2 separate regions of the Bicyclus anynana genome follow, and region 2 is linked to region 1. Evidence: chromatin contacts called from public Hi-C data. All regions are on one chromosome and are shown on one strand. The core of a region is the stretch at or near the end of the contact, and the rest is flanking DNA. Distances in the headings are between cores, read along the strand shown.

Evidence for each region. Hi-C and Micro-C count contacts between places; a contact is called where the count stands out from the background.
Region 2: a contact with region 1 is called in a Hi-C map of whole larva, with 3 times the contacts expected there. The contact joins the promoter of LOC112049399 here to the promoter of LOC112053041 in region 1. A contact is called at or near these places in 2 of 2 Hi-C or Micro-C datasets (whole body and whole larva).

What each region holds. Positions count from the first base shown.
Region 1 is chr13:12,033,367-12,037,265 of ilBicAnyn1.1, forward strand. LOC112053041 reads left to right here and starts at 1,793. Exons shown (of 12, transcript XM_024092309.2): 1 at 1,793-2,243; 2 at 3,500-3,567; 3 at 3,654-3,899. The coding sequence starts at 1,867.
Region 2 is chr13:12,556,727-12,560,625 of ilBicAnyn1.1, forward strand. It overlaps LOC112049399 (sorting nexin-12), which reads right to left and starts at 1,840. Exons shown (of 4, transcript XM_024087270.2): 1 at 1,497-1,840; 2 at 1,231-1,326. The coding sequence starts at 1,667. LOC112049406 (pre-mRNA-splicing factor Slu7) reads right to left here. Exons shown (of 12, transcript XM_024087279.2): 10 at 3,738-3,822; 11 at 3,333-3,517; 12 at 2,350-2,603. The coding sequence ends at 2,430.

The sequences.
Region 1 (3,899 bases), core at 543-3,042:
GCACACACTTGTGCATATGTTATAATAACTTCTGCGTACATGGTTAATCTCATCGTTATCAACCCATATTCGACTCACTGTTGAGCTCGAGTCTCATAAATGACCATGGCCTGTCATGAGCATATTATTATTCAGACTAAGTCCAGTATCAATAAGCAAATAAAGGATACTGATACTTACGTATCTCTATCTACTGATACGTACGTACCTACCTAGTGACGTACATACATAACTGCATCATTCTTGTGATAAATAGATATTTTAAAGGTCATAATTATATTAAGTCGCACTTAATGACGTTGGTAAACGTAAAATTAATTACGTACGTACCTATCTATTTACTATGTTGGTAAATACTTATTCAATTTATTATGCAATATTATACGGAATATAGTAATAAATATTTCGTATCAAGTAAGCTTATATAAAAATCCTACACTATACTTAACGAATATAAAAGAATAAAATAGGTACCTATGTAGATACACCTACCTACAATAACAACATCTACCCAATCTACCCTCAGATTATTAAATTCTCTGTTCTGAGCATTTACATAGATTAATGATAATATTATGTAGCTACGTATTCAAAGTCTTGCTTGGCAAATATATTGAAATATTATCAATATGCACCGCCGTCATAAACTAGGCTGGGGCTTTTGGGCACACAAGAATTTGGGGCCCTTTTGAAAAGTAAAAAAAGCGAATTGTATTAACATGTTTTTAACTAAGGTAGGTACCTACCTACCTATGACCGTTTATTATTAGGTATTGAAATACAGTATAATAATTGATATAGTTAATATGTCATCCTAGAATCCTGCTGGTTTTTGGTTACGATTACGTTAATGGTTTCTTTTGAGATTTCTGTTGAGCATAATCTTTTATTAGGTATACCCTTAACGTCAATAATTGAAGAATACCTATTGATATTGTCAGTCCCTGGCCCCTGGGCATGGGCCCAGTTATGAAACTTTTGACACAGATAGGTATACCTTGCTTTAGCCCAATCCAAAGAATATATTACTCCAAGGAGGCCCAATCATAGAACACATTATCGAGGAAACACTTTGAACACACTTTCTGAAAATGAATTTGCATCTTTGCCTGTTTGACAATAATTGATCGTCAATGGTGTGCATGACGGTCTGCCGATACACACACGTAACGTTTCACTTGTAAGTATTTCTACCTTAATTTTATCAAATTTGTAATAAAAACAATTTCTAAAAAGAATCGATTCTTTTGACGGCAAAGCAAAAAATCGATTAAGTAATCGAATATTCTATGTATATATTCTGTGGATAGTCCAAGCGATGTGTTTGTGAGGCTGTGTAACTTAGACCATTAATTATTAATTAGTTATTAATGGTCTAAGCTGTGTAAAAATTACGCGTGTGTGTATTGCGAGTCAAATTTATAGTTGTGTGTCGTGTATTGTATGGACACAGAATATATTTAATGGTGTGAAATATTTTCGATGTTTGAGTTTACCTCGTCCCCCTCTAAAAACGGCAGACTTTTTTGTTGATGAATTTGGGTGCGAAACAAGTCCATAGTCTACTAAATAGTCAAAGCGTCCCCCTCAAAAAATGACAGACTTTTTTGTTGGTGAATTTGGGTGCGAACCACGTCCAGTTATTAATGGTCTAAGGTAAAAGCCGATAAAGCCGTATCAATTTGGCCAGTATACTATATCAACGTGATATCAACTGTCTACTCCTTTGTTATTTTTATTATAATCTGTGGTCCTTGTCAAAACTCAAAAGTCTATTTAGATTTAGCTATGATTTGAAAAACGTTTGTTTTTGAAAGTTGCGGAAACCAAAAAAATAAATAAACCAAGTTTTCCAATTAATTAATTATGAAAAGAACGTATAGATCTAAAAAAGAAACCGGCGGTGGTTTAGATCCTCGTGATGTTGTACTTGCATTGGATGAAAAGGCTTCGGCCTTTGATGCTTTCTATATACAAAATATTAAACAAACTAAGCGAGAAATGTCTATCGGAGCTTCGATGTTTGCTGCATCGAATAAAGTTCGTAAAAGGAAATATGTTAAACGGCTAAAGGACCAGGAACCTATCAGGGAGGCTAGAGAATCCACGTCGACATCTGCCTATTTAACTCCGGACAAATCTTTAAGATTAAAAAGAGCTTTGGATCCGTTTGATATGCTTCTGAATTCGCCGTCAAGTAAAGTATCTTCACAACCAGTGTTTAGTCCGATGTATGCCAAAAGGTTAGTTAATTTTGTTAAATTACTATGACAAAATGGTATGCCTTGGTAACTTGAAATCGTTAAAATTTTAGTAAAGTTTTTTATATAGTTTACAAGTTTTATTTGTTTGGAATCTAGTCCTTTTTTTATTTATTTGAAATGTGAATGTGCAAGCTGCTTTACAGGAGGATCTGACTTAGTCTATAATATAATTAATATGTATGTATATTATTTACTGAATTAACTCAATTTTGCTACAGAAATAACTGTTTGACTGTATAGTTACTATTTCTGATTGTGTAAGTGCTGTAGGCTCCTTAATGAGACTTCAGTAGTGTCAGGCTTTGAGTGAGCACAGAAGACCTCCGTTTAGAGAGCTGTTCTGGAAAGGTGTTTTGGCCTGAATGTATTAAGCTTAGAGTCCTGAAGACTTAAAAAGCCCACGTCTGAGTGATCGCATCTAATATTGGGATATAGATATATTACACTTACACACAAGACTGTATAGTGTTTTTACCCAACTACTTTCTACAAATCAAAAAGAAGTATTATGATTTTAACAGTCTTTGTATGACCTCCAAAACTTTTTTCCACATGGCTCAGGAGGCCTTTGTCCTAGGGCACAAACAGAATGTATATACAAACTCTAAATAAAGGCTTTTATTATATGTACTATTATATGTATGACCTGTAAATTTTTTTTACCTCACGCATCCTCACACATTAACACACACATTCACTTTTTATATGTTTTGGGTCACAAGTATTTTATGAATATTCAAAAACATTCATATAACACTTCTGATCCAAGATATATATAAAAGTAAATATTGACTTCTAAAGCCTCAAGGCTCAATTCATAACTCTTGTATGCATTTACTTAGTTTTTTTTCATAATTATTAAGAGAGAAGGCTATATTTAGACTTATTCAATGGATGAATGTAATGGACATTTACTTTAATAAGATGATTGATTGTCCACAAAAAACCATAAAGCTGATCTTAATATGTTTTTTAATTTAAATAATATTTGCCATGTCTTTTAAAATAGACTAATATTCCCGGTCTATTCCAAATTAGTCATAAAGACTATTAGAGTGTCTATTAGTGGGCATATAACATACCATTGGGCAGGGATTGAACCAATGACCTCTCTGTGTTGTATCTTGTCTAGCTTTACTGTGATATTGCAGCTTAATCTATTTCATCATTTAGCAAAGATACATTGAAATGTAGCTAAACAAAAATGTTTATTCTAATGAAGTGATTATTTAAAGGAAAGGCAAGTCATACAGAAAGAAGGCATCAAACAAGAAAAAGTACAACTATAATACCAGTGAATCAGGTCAGAGTACATACAACAATTGAAATTACATCTTGAAAGTGCAATATATACAGCTAATATATTGAAATACATATTCTTTATTTCAGATTCAGAAAAAGAAACTCACCAAAGCATTAGTGATGTAACACATGATGCATCAAATGTCCTCAGTTATAAATTGGATATTGTAGAGGAAAAGGTTATGCCAGCAGTCATAAATGATTCTATTAATGATATTAAAATTGAAGATTTATCTTTATTAAAAAATACAGTTAGTCCTTTGTCAATGGATCTGAAAGATAAATTTAATACCTCATTTGTGAAATCTCCTTTATGTAGTACTCCATTTAATA
Region 2 (3,899 bases), core at 590-3,089, 520 kb after region 1:
TGTGAAAAAAGTATTTCACAAAAACAGAGTTGCAGCTTTCTGTTACTCTGTAATAAATATTTGCTGTCTCATTGATCAACTAGTTAGCCTAACTAAAAAAAAAATAATTGAAGTAATGTCATATTGTTACATGATACATGTTAAATTGTCTACTTGCACAATGTAAAATTAAAGCTTAACAAACCAATATAAAGTAGCACTAAATTACTCTTTCATAAGGAAGAGACTCCAATAAGACTAATATGTATTCTAAAAGATAATGAGATCATTTATCTACATATCTCTCACATTTGTTTTAAAGCCCACATAAAGAGAGAGAGATATATCATGTATGTTATTTATTTAACTTGGCCAGGTAAAAAGACCAGGAAGTTTATTGGACAAAAGAAAAATCTATAGACAAAATTATCTTGCATTCTTGGTAATAAAGATTTTATGATTCACTTAGGCTAGAGTAATTAGAATGTTTCTACAATAAAAAACACTAATCATATATTATTTTAACAAGCAAATGTTTTTGTTATTCAAGGTTTTGAAACTTCCTTATGGTAAACCACTTTTCCTCATGAGAAACATTTCAAATGCAATGCTTAGTTTTGATAAGGAAAACTGTTACACCAAAAATAGGAAGAGATATTTATTCAATAATTTAATTAATCACCAGTTATTCATTCGTTTGTAATGATTCTCTTCACTGAAAATAAGGTTAAAATTTTAAATCAGATAGATTTCAATTTAGTGGGATATTTTCCAATATATGGTTGTCAAACTGTTTACATATTTAGATAAGTAAAATAAATATGTACCAAAACATCAAAAATATTAATTTGAGTTATTGATCAATTATTAAAATTGGTATAGTATGCAACAAAGTCCAATCAGAACATGACGCTTATGGATACATAAAATATGGAACTATATCTCAGGAGGGCCATAATAGCTACAGTTTGGAGTTTGGCAATTTCAGAGCAGATGTTTGTCACATACTATAAAACCATTGAGTTATAATGTTTATGCCTTTATGCCATGTCAGGAGAATAGTGACACAAAAAGATTATCACAGATATGAAACTCCTGTTTATCAAAAACATTTTGGTAACAAAATTATCCACAGGAGTGAATCAATAATATGTTAACAACATTATTTTGAACGCTGATTATTCGGCAGTAATAACGGCATATGTTTTATTCAAGTGATAACGCAACAATTCGCCCTATCAGTGCACTCACCTTGCTATCTCTCTCCAATTCGTTTCTGAGCCATTCAAAATCACTGTACCGCCTTCTCACGCTCGACTCTTTTACTTTGAACACTGGCAAATTGGTCTGCAAGCAGGAAGCAGTATTTATGAGCTATTATCAAACAATCGACGCTTGGGCTAGTGATATGGCACGAGATCCGCCCACCACAAAAACTAATAGCTACACATCGATGTAGCGTGACCGTTTAATCCAATTATCCCTTTAAGGCACTGACGGCATCCTGCCTTACTTACCCTCATGCGAACTTCGTAATCGGTATAACGTTTTTTCCCAACACCCATCGTCACAGGGTTCACCACGTCGATCTCCAGGAAGTTCGCCGGCGCCGCGTACGCGTCGTCCAGAGTTTGTTTTTTAACATTTAAGCGCCTTGTAGCGTCGGCTGTTGTGTCCTCAGCCATCATATCTCTTTTATAAAACAAACAATCGCGAACTTAATTTAAAGACGGTACAGTAATCAAAAGCAAAGCAAATGAATTTGACAAATTGACATCTATGGCATTTTGACGTTTAGAATTTGATACATAGTTTTACGATGCGTTCAATTAAAGACGGCTCTCGGCATTGAGTGCTTGTCATAGAGTAGTATAATACATTGGTGCTTGTGCTGCTCGGATCGGAGGAGTTGAACTAGTCTGTGGTTCAGTGTTGCACCTATTTAACTGATAAGCTTCTACCATTTTAGTAATTACATACCTACCTACTCAACAATTTAAGCCCGGGCAATTTAACACCTAAAAATACCTAAAATATGTATAAAGTTACATTCCCATACGGCTAAAATTAAGTAAAATCGTTTAACATGAATAAAAATAAAATTTAAAAAGTCCTCATCAGTCAGGCACATGGATTTTTTTTACGATTTTTAGTAAGTCTTTTCATAAAATAAACTCAGACAAAAATTGTAGATCTACAAAAAATGTAACAATACTTTTTTTTCATGAAAGCCATCGTTTCTGAGATTTTTAATTTGCATACTCATGCTGTTTTTCATTTATCTACGAAGGTAACGTGCTAAGTAGTTATTCAAGACATGTTCAAGACCATTCAATATTTCAGTTTTTAAATTAATAAAACAAAACGAGGTGCCACAATAACCTTTATTGTAATTTACACACGATATTTATTATTATATATATTTAATATATTATTCTTAAATGTACACTTTACATAAACTGACTCATAGGGTCTTCCTCTCTTCGCCTCTTCATCATGTACGCCTCCATTTCCTCTTCAGTGGGTTCTTTGACCTGCATCATACTGTTGTAAGGACGTTTTCTTTCGTCTACAGACAACAAGTAATCTGCGTGCTTCTGTTTTCTTTCCTCCATTTCCAGCGCCTGCGTGAAATTATAAAGTATGAGTCACACTAATATTATAAAGGTTTGAATGTGGAAATGTGTGTTTTGGAAGAGAGATAGAGTGTACCCTGGATGATAAAGGCTTCTTTCATCCAGGACAAATCCAAAATTCCCTCGGGATTCAAGATCAAAAAACGCGCTAGTGTGAAATAAATTTGTATTTATTTTCCGCTTTGTATTTTACATTCCAGAAGTTAGCTTGTTCACGGAAGTTAGATTGTTCGCGCCAACAATTAGCAGGGTTATTATGTATCTCAGTACATTTTTCATCATATTTTCGTTTCTGCAATCATCTAACATTGTTTTTACAACGGAATTACATAATAATTATATTTATTTTACGTAAAGTTACATTAGTATAATAGTGGTAATAGCAAGTAGTAACGTTATTCTAACAAAAAAACGCATATTTACGCAATTTCGTTAAAATATTCATATTAAATGATCGTTAAAACAAAAAATCACTGTTATATGATGTTAAATGGCGTAGTCAAGGTCATTTCGTAGAAATAACTATGTTAGATGATCATAAAAACGAAAATACGATGAAAAACGATGTAGTCAAACATTATTTAAATGGTACACTGAAATACATAATAAGGCCGCAGATCGTTTTAGTTCAGTTCTTATTATTCATAGTGTTGCTATACTTATTACGTTTACTACTAAATAAAGAAACGTAAATCAACATTTTTGTTTGGTACATACCTTCTTGAGTTTGTCCTCCTCGCGCTTTTCCTTCTTAAGTTCTTTCTTTTTCTTCTTCTTTGCCTTCTTTTTGTTCTTCTTTTTCTTGCTTTTCTTCTCCGTTTTACTGCGAGTGTCAGGCTCAGAGTCTGATGAGCTGCTCTCAGAACTGGAATCTGATGACGATGAGGATTTTTCGGACTTCTCTGTAACAAAAAAATAACTATTACAATAAATAATAAACTAAAATTACCTATCTTAGTTCACAGATATGTCAAGAAGTCTCTCTTGTCCAAGTCCAGCGTCATTTTAAGACTAGCCATTTACAATTTACTAAAATATCTGAATTAGTTAGCTTTTTACAGAAAATAAAGATTTTTCGCTGACTGATTTCAAAGTAAATCAAAATATAAAAGTATACTATACCATCTTTTCTATCCTGTTTTTGTGTTATTGCCTCTGGTACATCCATCACGACCGATTTACCAGCTTCGCCGACACAGTATGACATCTAGAAAAAAACATCATGTTTTTTTTTAAACACACCACCCAACAGGCTAACTCACTAACTTCGAAATTGAGATTCTA